Linked DNA regions of Mus musculus: region 1 is linked to region 2. Evidence: chromatin contacts called from public Hi-C data. All regions are on one chromosome and are shown on one strand. Each heading gives the region's core, a stretch centred on a gene start, on an enhancer-like site or on the middle of the called end of the contact. The rest is flanking DNA. Distances are from core to core; before and after follow the strand shown.

The links. Hi-C and Micro-C count contacts between places; a contact is called where the count stands out from the background.
Region 1: a contact with region 2 is called in a Hi-C map of bone marrow-derived macrophages, with 30 read pairs. The contact joins two enhancer-like sites. A contact is called at or near these places in 4 of 15 datasets of contacts at CTCF or cohesin (the NIH/3T3 cell line, embryonic stem cells and stem cell-derived epiblast-like cells), 67 of 484 Hi-C or Micro-C datasets (the 3T3-L1 cell line, 3T3-L1-derived adipocytes, the C2C12 cell line and 40 more), 8 of 115 datasets of contacts at active chromatin or transcription factors (CD8 T cells, PVALB interneurons, astrocytes and 3 more) and 4 of 9 other capture datasets (adipose tissue, embryonic stem cells, liver and 1 more).

The regions. Positions count from the first base shown.
Region 1 is chr6:39,331,488-39,336,688 of GRCm38.p6, reverse strand. It overlaps Slc37a3 (solute carrier family 37 (glycerol-3-phosphate transporter), member 3), which reads left to right. Exons shown (of 15, transcript NM_028123.3): 15 at 1-1,919. Among named protein-coding and RNA genes, the nearest start is that of Gm26008, 35 kb to the right of the region's middle. Within about 2 kb of position 2,373, at least 82 of the 459 cell types and tissues checked have an H3K27ac peak or open chromatin away from gene starts, as enhancers often do. A contact at or near this core is called in bone marrow-derived macrophages, where this site is marked.
Region 2 is chr6:39,147,414-39,153,150 of GRCm38.p6, reverse strand. Kdm7a (lysine (K)-specific demethylase 7A) reads left to right here. Exons shown (of 20, transcript NM_001033430.4): 11 at 249-338; 12 at 1,684-1,893; 13 at 3,740-3,864; 14 at 4,055-4,209; 15 at 5,350-5,447. It overlaps 4930599N23Rik (RIKEN cDNA 4930599N23 gene), which reads right to left. Exons shown (of 4, transcript NR_045813.1): 4 at 4,839-5,083. Among named protein-coding and RNA genes, the nearest start is that of 4930599N23Rik, 32 kb to the right of the region's middle. Within about 2 kb of position 3,245, at least 1 of the 459 cell types and tissues checked has an H3K27ac peak or open chromatin away from gene starts, as enhancers often do. A contact at or near this core is called in bone marrow-derived macrophages, where this site is marked.

The DNA.
Region 1 (5,201 bases), core at 1,124-3,623, 180 kb before region 2:
TGCGATGGCTGGGTCACTCTGTGGCTTCTGGAAGTTCTCGTCCTCTCTAGAATGGCTGTTGGCTTGTTCTCCTCCGACTTCATTCACATTTGACTGACTCCTAGGAGCAGTCTTCTGTTTGTGGACTATTATATTTCAGACATTCCAGTATGGAGCTTTCAAACCCACGTTCACAGTCTGGGAACGACAAGACCCTCTGAGAAGCTGTTCTATGTAGCCTTATTGTTGGAAGATTGGTCTCTGTCACAGCCGCAGCCAGGTTCCTGAAGTTCCCTCAGCAGAAGATGGAAAGACAAAGGCTCTTTGTTCTGGGGGTATGAAGTGTATGTATTGAATCATGTTAGTGGATTGTTAGGGCCTGAGGCCTGCCCTTTAGAAGATTGTAGTGTGTATGTCTTCAAGACTATGAATTCTATAAGAATCAATACTTTAAGGTCATTCTGTACATACATTTTAAATTATGTAAACTAGGAGGAAAATGTACAATTTTGAGGGATACCTAATTCACGTTGGGTTAGGAAATATTCTTCCACCTCTTGCTTTATGCTCCAAGGTATGTATTGATGAACTTGCAGGAATACTACAGATTTCTGACCATTTTCCTGTTCAGTCACTGACATAAAGGGAAAACACAAAACATAGGAAGGTAGGGGAAACAAACCCCCGCTTTTGTAATAAACGTCCAGCGGTTGTTTGGTTACTTAGTCCCTGCTTAAGCTTGACATTGCCTCTCACTTTCCCTTTCTGTGTGGTGCTGGGGTGGACTCTGGGTCCTGCACATGCCCAGTGTGTCTCCCAATGCCCTGCACTCCCAGCCCAGCCCCACAGTTAAGTACAGCGGTGCCTTGAGTTCCCCAGCACTTGTCACTGGAAGCAGACAGCCCACAGCCTTGCCAGGTGGAGCTGCTCCCCTGCCCTAGGTCCTGGGGGGCCTCATTCCCATTAGAGGGAGCACCCCCTCTCTCCCTCTGAGGCAGACTGCTCAGTGGTGCCTGCAGATGAAGCCTCTGTCGCATGTGGCTCAGAGGTTCGTCCTCCTCAGTGGGTTCATCTTCATGTTCTCATATCAGCCCGTGCCGCCTTTTCCAGGTTAGTCTTGAGCACCTACCCCCTTCTCCGTGGCTCTCCAGGCTCTGCCTGAAATGGAGCTGTAAACACTCAGAACAGGATGAAACGATGTTTTTCTCTCTGAATCTGAGTACGTTCTCCATCTACTTCTGCCCACCTGGGAAGGAAGTGGCTTTAACAAACGCCTAGGCATTTGCCTCATTTTCTTATTAAATGTTTGCCTGGAAGGAAGGGTCAGAGCTGGCGAGCTGGCTGGGTGGGTGAAGTGCTTGCTTTGAAAGCATGAATACCTGAGTTTGGACTCTCAGTCCCCGTGTACACATCTGGGTGCAGCGGCACACAGTTCCAGTGCTCAGGAGACATTGGAAACAGGTCTGGCTGAGCTAGAGTGCTGAGGTTCAGGAAGAGAGCCTGTCTCAGAAGACAGTGACGGGCTGGAGAGGTGGCTCTGTGGCTTTAGAGTACTAGCTGCTCTCCCAGAGGACCCAGATTCAGTTCCCAGAACCCACATGACAGTCACAACCATCTGCATACCTCCAGAGTCAAGAGATACAGCACCCACTTCTGACCTTCACAGGTACTACATGCACACGGTACACTTAGGCAAAACACAAACACACATGGATACTACTTAAAAGGGGGAGGGGGTGTGATAGAGGAAGATAGCCAGTGTTGACCCCTGGTCTTCATGTGATCATGTACCCACACACCTATGCACACGTGCTAACATATATCAAAAATAGCAGAAAAGGCCACAGTAAAGGCTGGTTTGAAAATGGATTAAAAATTAATTTGGGGGAAAATCGTAGGAGGCTTTCACACACTGAAATAAAGAATGACTGGATGGGAAACATTTTGCCCTTAAGTGTGTCTGTCCTGGAATTTAACAATAGTAGTTACATATTCCTTAAATCAGAACTTAGGAAAAGAAAGAAAACCCCTTCTTGACAGCTAGGTTGAAGGACCAGAGCGTGGCGAGTCATCTTCCTGGTGCTGCAGCTGGTACCCAGGGCCTCTGTGCTTGCTAAACGGGTGCTCTCCTGGTAACCCTGGGTGGTGTGGAATTAACGATGACCCTTCTGCCTTTGCCTCTTGAGTGTGGGGTGACACATACGAGCCACCACGCCTAGCTGCAAAAACCTTCACTTGTACTGACTAGTTTTTCTGACTAACATCCTGTTTTTCTTTCCTGTTGCCTTCCTGGCTCTACCCGCAACTTTCCCCTCAGCAGCTGAACTAGGTAACCATGTTTGCCAGGACTGGCTTGCTCTGCGCCTGCCACTCTGCCTCAGTCATCAGTGACATCAGCAGCAGCATGCGCCTCCTTTTACCAAAGAGGACATCATATCCTCTTACCACCCACAGGAACAGCTTGTGTAGCTTGAGTTTGGGAGCCCCACCCCTTATTTCTTTTTATTTTTCCACTTGAGGCAGGGTTTCTCTATGTAGCCCTGGCTGTCTTGGAACTTACTCTGTAGTCCAGGCTAGGCTTGAACTCAGAGATCTGGCTACCTCTGCCTCCTGAGTGCTGGGATTAAAGGCATGCACCACCATGGCCTTACTGTTTGGTTTTTAAAATCTTTTTCTTGTATTTGACACTGGTGAATACCTTTTCCCAGGACTTTTTAAAAAATTTTTAAAAAAGATGTATTTATTATATATAAGTACACTGTTGCTGTCTTCACCAGAAAAGGGCATCAGATCTCATTACAGGTGGTTGTGAGCCACCATGTGGTTGCTGGAAATTGAACTCAGAACCTCTGGAAGAGCAGGCAGTGCTCTTAACTACTGAGCCATCTCTCTAGCGCAGGTCTTTTTTAAAAAAAGCCTTCTTAACATTGTTATAGAGTATTTACGTTTCTTTCTTTCTTTTTTTTTTTTTTTTTTTTTTGGTATGTCTGTTCTTGTTTATTGATTTAGTTCTTGTTTTGTTTTTTTTTTTCCTCTGCTTAAAGACCACTCTAGATATTATTTTTAATTAGGTATTTTCTTCATTTACATTTCAAATACTATCCCAAAAATCCCCTGTACCCTTCCCCTCCACTCCCCTACCCACCCACTCCCACTTCTTGGCCCTGGCATTCCCCTGTACTGAGGCATATAAAGTTTGCAAGACCAAGGGGCCTCTTTTCCCAATGATGGCCGACTAGGCCATCTTCTGCTACATATGCAGCTAGAGACATGAGCTCTGGGGGTACTGGTTAGTTCATATTGTTGTTCCACTTATAGGGTTGCAGACCTATTTAGCTCCTTGGGTACTTTCTCTAGCTCCTCCATTGGGGGCCCTGTGATCCATCCAATAGCTGACTGTGAGCATCCACTTCTGTGTTTGCTAGGCACCGGCATAGCCTCACAAGAGACAGCTATATCAGGGTCCTTTCAGCAAAATCTTGCTGGTGTATGCAATGGTGTCAGCGTTTGGGGGCTGATTATGGGATGGATCCCCGGGTGTGGCAGTCTCTATATGGTCCATTACGTTTCTTTTTAATCTTTGGGTTTGTGTGGGTATATTATGCTCATTTGTACATTTAGTGACCGCAGCTCCTAGGTTCATGTGTATTTGCACATGTGTGTGTGTATGTATGTTTATATGCATGTGTGTATGTGTCTGAATGTGTGTGTGCATGTGTTTGTGTTTATATGCATGTGTGTGTATTTATCTGCATGTGTGTATGTATGCATGTGTGTATGTGTGTTTATGTGAGAGTGTGTATGTGTGCTTATGTGAGCGTGTGTGTGTGTGCGCGCGCACACGCATGTGTGTACGTGCATGGCTGTGTGCAGACCACAGGCTGACATTGCTTTCCTTGCTCATACAGAATTGGACTGTTAGTTCACATCGTGCTGTGATGGCTGTACGCATCCCTTCCTTCTTGTCCTAATTCATTCTTCCCTCTAACAACTCGTTTTGCTCCCAGCTCTTTCAGTTTTCAGTTTCCTTCTGAGTTTTCCAGCAGCATTTATTGAAGAACCCCCGTGGAACCAGTGCTGTAAGCCTCCCACCACCTTTACTTACGCTGAGAGTCAAATCCATCTTACTTGTATACTTGGTATCTATGGCCCCTGGGACAGTACGGCCCTCTTCTTCCAGGGCCAAGGCCAGGTGGAGCAGGCCATGCATGGTTCCTGAACCTTGCAGATGGTCCCTGCACTGCTCACAATAGTTCTCCTGCAGTGGCTGCCTACATTGTCAGGCTGCATGGCTCCACACTAGTGTCCGGTCCTCAGCTCTCAGATTACCTAGCAGCAGGAAGCCTTGGACACAGCAGTGCTCAGCAACCTCTTTGGAGCCTGTTTTTTTCTGGGCTGTCTCCTCCCCAGCCCTTCACAGTCTTCCTCTTGAACGCCCCTACCCTGTCTTCTCTGCCTCAGGTGATGGGCCTACCCTGTTGGGGCCTTTCAGGGCCCTTATCTTAGACACTGTCTGCCAGGCCCACTGGCTTTACTGCCTGATGGTATCTTCTGGTACAATAATTCTGGAAATGCTTCCTGCATTTCCTCAATTAGGTGAGAGTGGGCACCATGGCCAAGGACAAGCAGCTGTTTAGCTGGTACACTGACTTCCAGATTGGATCCGCCTTCCCACATTGCCCCTTTGAACTTTCGGATACTATCTTACTTACCTCCCACCCAATCTTTCTTTCTTTCCTTACTGTAGTTCCTGAAGCATTTCTGGCAAGATAGATAACTCGTTTCAGCACGTATCTTAAGTAAATCAGATTAAATGTGAAGAACTAGTGTTAGTGTAGACATAGATGGTCCAAAGACCTTACCTGGGTATGCATGTGCTAATGTTAAACCTAGCATTTATCTTTAGTTACATGTTACTAATGGCATTTTAGAAGCAAAAATCTACACAGGGGTAGTTTCAGGGAATCCAGTGCCCTCTTCTGGCCTCATTGGGCTAATGATTTTTGGGCAACTTGACACAAACCTAGACATATTTGGGAAGATAGAATCTTAATTGAGAGAAAGCCCCCGTCAGAATGTCCATATATGTATACATGGGCAGGCGGTCCTGGATTATAAAAGAGAGAAGGCTGAGCACGTCATGGGGACCAAGCCAGTAAGCTGCACTCCTCTATGGCCTCTGCTCCAGTCCCTGCCTCCAGGTACCTGCTTTATGATGGACT
Region 2 (5,737 bases), core at 1,996-4,495:
CTGGCCTCGAACTCACAGAGATCTCTCTGTCCCTACCTCCTAGCTATTGGGATTAAAGGCATGCACATGCCACCACTGGTATTTTTGATAATGTAGATCTTCTTAGGTGACATTACACCAAGTATATAAACTCTTGAGAATCAATTCATATTATCTGGTAGTGTCTTTAAAATACATAGAACTTTATAAAGTAGATTGGGCTTTGTATATTTAATTGACTTTGGTTTTCTTTATTACTTCAAATACAGCTTGTATCTGAACATGCCTTTGAGATTCCAGACAATGTTAGACCTGGGCATCTTATTAAGGAACTTTCTAAAGTAATTCGAGCAATAGAGGTAAGAATAGCAGTGATCTGTGTCTGCTTGCTATCTGTCTTGAGAACCAATAGATCTGCCACTGTGCTATGAATATTTAACCACTGACACGTGTGAAGTAGAACAGCGCCAAGTTAGCTTTACAGATTTTAGGTGTCTGATGTCTTATAGAGAAATTTAGAGTAGTGTGTTGTTATAAAACAACAGAGGCAGTTCCAGTTACTGTAAATTCTTTTAAGTTCCTACAAAAGTTCCAACAAAAGTTATAGTGCTTCGTTCTCTTTAGTTTCAGTTACCTAGAGATGAATGTCTAGGAAGTATTTAGAGGAAGGGATAAAACAGTGATTGTGTGAAGCTGGCTTGGAAATAATAATTAGGGAATCTCTTTGCCAAAAATGCTGGAACAACTGAGGGGCTAATGACTTTGATAAAAGCCCATAAAAATATATGAGCTTTGTCAGTATTGAAAAAAAAAAAAAAAAGGGTTTTCATTGCAGTAGTTCTTCAGGAAAGTAGCTTGATTAGTGTGTAGTCTGAAATAAGAGGAAATTCATTGAAAGCCATCGTGTAATTTAACATCTTACATTAGGACTATGTTTGTAGAATGGGAGGAGCTGCAGACATAGTTCAGCAGTTACAGGTTGGCTTACAACCAGTGTCAAGAATGGAAGGCATTATACATCTGCAAAAAACATCAGTCATCTCCTTTTGTTCCTTGGTGCGGGGACTGAACCCAGGGCCTTGTGCTTGTCAAGCATGTACTCTACCTCTGAGCTACATCTCCAGCCCTTGATGCCGCAGTGCCAGCTTCACTATCCTTGGGTACAACAGTTAGTGATTTTCAGAGGTAGTAAAAATAACGGCATGTAAATGGGTTTCCTATCAAAAAGTTATCAAATATAAAATATATAAACATATGTTTATAAAACATATAGAATATTATCTGTAACTATATGTGCATATATATGTGTCTCGTGCACAGTAAAACCAAAACAGAATAAACTCAAAATTAATCGTTGAGTAAACAGGAGTATCATTTCTGAAAATGTCAACTTCAACGTAATATCGTAGATCTAAGATGGCAGCTCAGTGTGGTGGTGCATGCTTGTAATCCTAGTTCATGGAAGCTAAGGCAAGTCCCCTCCAGACGCCCCCACAAAATCCTCCCCAAATAAAACAAGGAAATGTACTTACTGTTCACAAAGTGTGTGGACGAGAGGGGAATAAAGGCCTCCAGAAAGCCGAGGCTTTGACGTTGCCTTAAGAATGTGCTTTGTTTTTTAAAGTATTTTTATGGTTGATTGTTTAGTCAAGTATATGTATAAGAGCCTTTTCATAAAACAAGCTCTGAATTTGATTCTTCTAGGAGGAAAATGGCAAACCAGTTAAATCTCAGGGAATTCCTTCTGTGTGTCCAGTTTCACGGCCTTCAAATGAGGCATCTCCACCATATCATTCCCGGAGAAAGATGAGGAAACTTCGAGATCATAATGTCCGAACTCCTTCTAACCTTGACATTCTTGAGCTCCATACAAGGGAAGTCCTCAAAAGATTAGAGATGTGTCCATGGGAGGAGGCAAGTATATATATGTGTGTAGTGTGTGTGTGTGTGTGTGTGTGTGTGTGTATGTATGTATGTATGTGTGTGTGTGTGTGTATATATATGTGTGTGTGTATATGTATGTATGTGTGTGTGTATATATATGTGTATGTATGTGTGTGTGTGTATATATATATATATGTATGTGTGTGTGTGTGTGTGTGTGTGTATATGTATGTATGTGTGTGTGTTTGTGTACATACACTCAGTACATGTAACAGTACAGCTGGTTTCTACTGTAGAGTCATAGATACTGTTTTGTCTGTGGAGACCATGAAGTCTTTTTAGCCAACAGTGTGGTACTAAGGAGCCTAGATTTCATTAATTGCTGACATGTTTAGGATTAAATTAATTAAATTAATAAGTTTATCCAACTAATCATGTGCTCTTCTGAACTCTGAAGAAGATGCTAGAGCAAGCAAAGTTGAGTCGTGCCCTCATGTAGCATTTTGTCAAAGTTTTAAGTTGGAAGATAGGACATATATTAAAATAGTAGCATTTCAAGATGGGCATTATGGTACATGCCTGTAATCTTAGCACTTGGGAGGTAACTCAGACCCAAAAGGACATGCATGGTATGTACTCACTAATAAGTAGATATTAGCCCAAACAAAAACAGAAACAGAAACCAGAATACCCAAGACACAGTCCACAGACCTTACACAGGTCAGCAAGCTGAAGGACCCAAGTGAGGACACCGCAGTCCCACTTTGGGAGGCAGGGCGAGAGGTAAGGCCAGCTTGGGCTACAACGGTGAGACCCTTTCTCTAACAAACAGGAGCAACAAAATATATGTTTCCAATGCTGAGTGTTTTGAGGGAACCCCAAACAGTAGTGGTTGATTGCTTTGCTGAAGTGCTCATAATACCTTTTAGGGGTTGATGTTTGACCTAACAGAAGGTGTCAAATAAACACACAGTATTGCTAGCCAAGGAAGATAAATACAGAAAGCCTGTCCTTGAGTCAACAGCAACCATTCGGACAATCAGAATGGGAGACTTTTAGAATAAATATGTTTAGGTTGGAGAAGTTCTGGTATACTGGACAGAGCAGGAGAGTGCGGAGTAGTGATACCTTTATAAACCATGCTACTGAGTTTGTGATAGGATTTGCTCATCCATAATTTTACATCATAAGCATAGGGTTGACAGTTAATTGAAAATACAATAGAGATGTTGCTGAGTTAAAATACTAAACGTTAGTCATTACACCCTTACATAATTTTATATTTGATATTATGTTGTTTTAAGATTAAATGGTTCTGAATCTACTTAACACATATAGTTATTTTGGGAACTTATTATGAAAGATCTCAAAGAGGAAGTAATTTTTTATACATTAAAAAACCAGCTCCTATTATCTCTTTTTGTTTGCTGTGGCTCTTGGGCCTAGTAGTGGTTGTGTGAATGCAATCTTGGTGGGAAGGATGAGGTCAAGGTTACGGTGAGTGGGAAGGTCTTTCTATACTTTATTAAGTAGAAGCAGCCAAGGAACATGAAAATGCCTAAAGCTGTATGACTCTAACCCTTTAGTATCCACAAAAAGGGCCTGTGTTTGGATTTGCTTTATGCAGATTTTGCATTTTATATTAGAAAATATGTTTTATTGCTAAATTGCCTTGCTGAAAGATGAACCATTTTGTATGTGTTGGAATGAGGAGCTCTGGATTATGGGACACTGAGATATCTCCAATCCCTGGATGGCTACCCATCCCTTTACAAGGCAGGCAGGACCATGGAAGAAGGGATAGTAAACACTCCTTTTTAGTTGAGTAGGCCTACCTGAAGGTGGAGATTAAATCAGTTCTGCTTTGTATTTTAAGGACCTACTGAGCTCTAAACTGAATGGAAAATTCAACAAACATCTCCAGCCATCTTCCACAGTACCTGAGTGGAGAGCGAAAGATAATGATCTACGATTACTGCTGACAAATGGAAGAATAATTAAGTATGTAAATATATCAAAGTATCAGATTAATTTTTGGTGGATCCCCTTTTGTCCATATAATGCCAACATTATCGCATAGACAATTGTATTAGAGGAAAGGGTCTCAATCCTCTGCTACGTCTAAATGGAGGGGAAGGGACTACAGAGCATGCTCTACTTTTGATGCAGTTATTTTTCCTATGTGGCACAGAGATGAGAGACAGCTGTTTGCAGATCGAAGTCTTTATACAGCAGATAGTGAAAATGAAGAGGACAAGAAGCCAACACAGAATGCAAACATGAAGACAGAACAGAGCTCAGGAAGAGAGGAGGCCGAAAGTCAAGGCTCTCCCAAACCACTCAACAGTATGTGTCCCTCCTTGTGCTATATGCAGTAGGTAACTTGCTGGTATTTGAGTTTGTTGTAGGATTGAAAATGTTTGCATTTTATAATACTGTTGGAAAATCTGAAGTATGTTTTGAGTAGTTCACTAATCTGCAAGGTGCTGAATGTGAGTGTCAAGTATAGTAGCTAGGGATAGATTACCAGTATATGGATATGTGAGAGTTGCAAGCCTTAGATAGATTCACTGTTTTTAAAGTCTTTTAAAAGCTCATAATGCTTTATGGCCTCTACTGTCCCAAATGAGTTTCAAGTTTAACTTAACTTCACATGTGGTAGCATGTCTTTCATTCTCATAATTAAGAGACATCTGGTTGGCTGATCTGTATCTAGTGGGAATCGAGGTAGTGTGATGTTATTTGATACCTGTTGATAGGAGGCTTCTACTGGTGCATTGATTGGTTATTGACAAATAAAGTAATAATAGGACTATCAAACACTGTAGTAGTATCACCTTCTCCTTGAAGTCTTTGCTCTTTGAATAAAGTGAACTTAAACAGTTTTAGGAAGAAAGAACAGTATATAGCTTTCCATTTAAAACATAATTAAAATCAATATTTTATCTTTGTGATGAAAGGATTCTGCATAATGAATATTACCGAATTCATTTTTAATTTCTTAGTTTCCACTAATTCCCAGTAAATCTGGTCCTCTGTAGTTGGTAGTTATTATGTCAGGGCAAGGCAGTGTATCACTGAGAGCTGATAGAAGAGTTGCTATGCAGTGGTGCTTGCAGAAGAGAAAGGCAGATAAGAGCCCAGGTAATAAACTGCTTGAAACCATGGTCCGTCCATAAATGCTCTTGAGGTTTGAAAGTTGCCTTTTTTTTTTTTCTTTCTAGTGAGAAAACCAAGGAAAAGGGAAAGTCAGAAGCAATTTGTAGTCATTTTAGTTAAAACAATTTTTTTGTTTTTTTTTTCTGGAAAGAAAAATACCACAAATATTCTAAGGACATACATCAGTCAGCTTGTATCTTGGTCAATTAGAAAAAAATGGGAAACTAAAATCAGTAAGGAAAGAGAGGTGTGGAGCTTGAAAGTTGTCTTGAAACTGGGTATACTTTAGAGGCCATGACTGTTTCTTATCCCTCTCGTCTTCACCAGGAATCTTTACAAGTGTGAGATCGGAACTCAGGAGTAGACCGTCAGAATATTCTGATGGTTCTGATTCAGAAGACTCTGGACCCGACTGCACTGCACTGGTACGTGTCATGGGTGGGGTGAGGACCACCCGTGTGGTCTCATCTGGAGGAGGAATGTGGATGACAGCTTTCCCAGAGCTTGTCTGTGCTCTGTGTGTGCACACCATCCAGTGACGGTCATGTTCCACGCATTTCTGTGTGGCTGTGGTAAGGGTGGAGGGAGAAATACTGCTGCTTATGTTTCTGACAGCTGTGTTTTACCTTTAAGTCTGTAACTGTGTGCTTTGTATCCAGGTAGTAGGTTACTATTGCTAGAGATTTTCAAATTTTGATATGAAATATTAAGACTC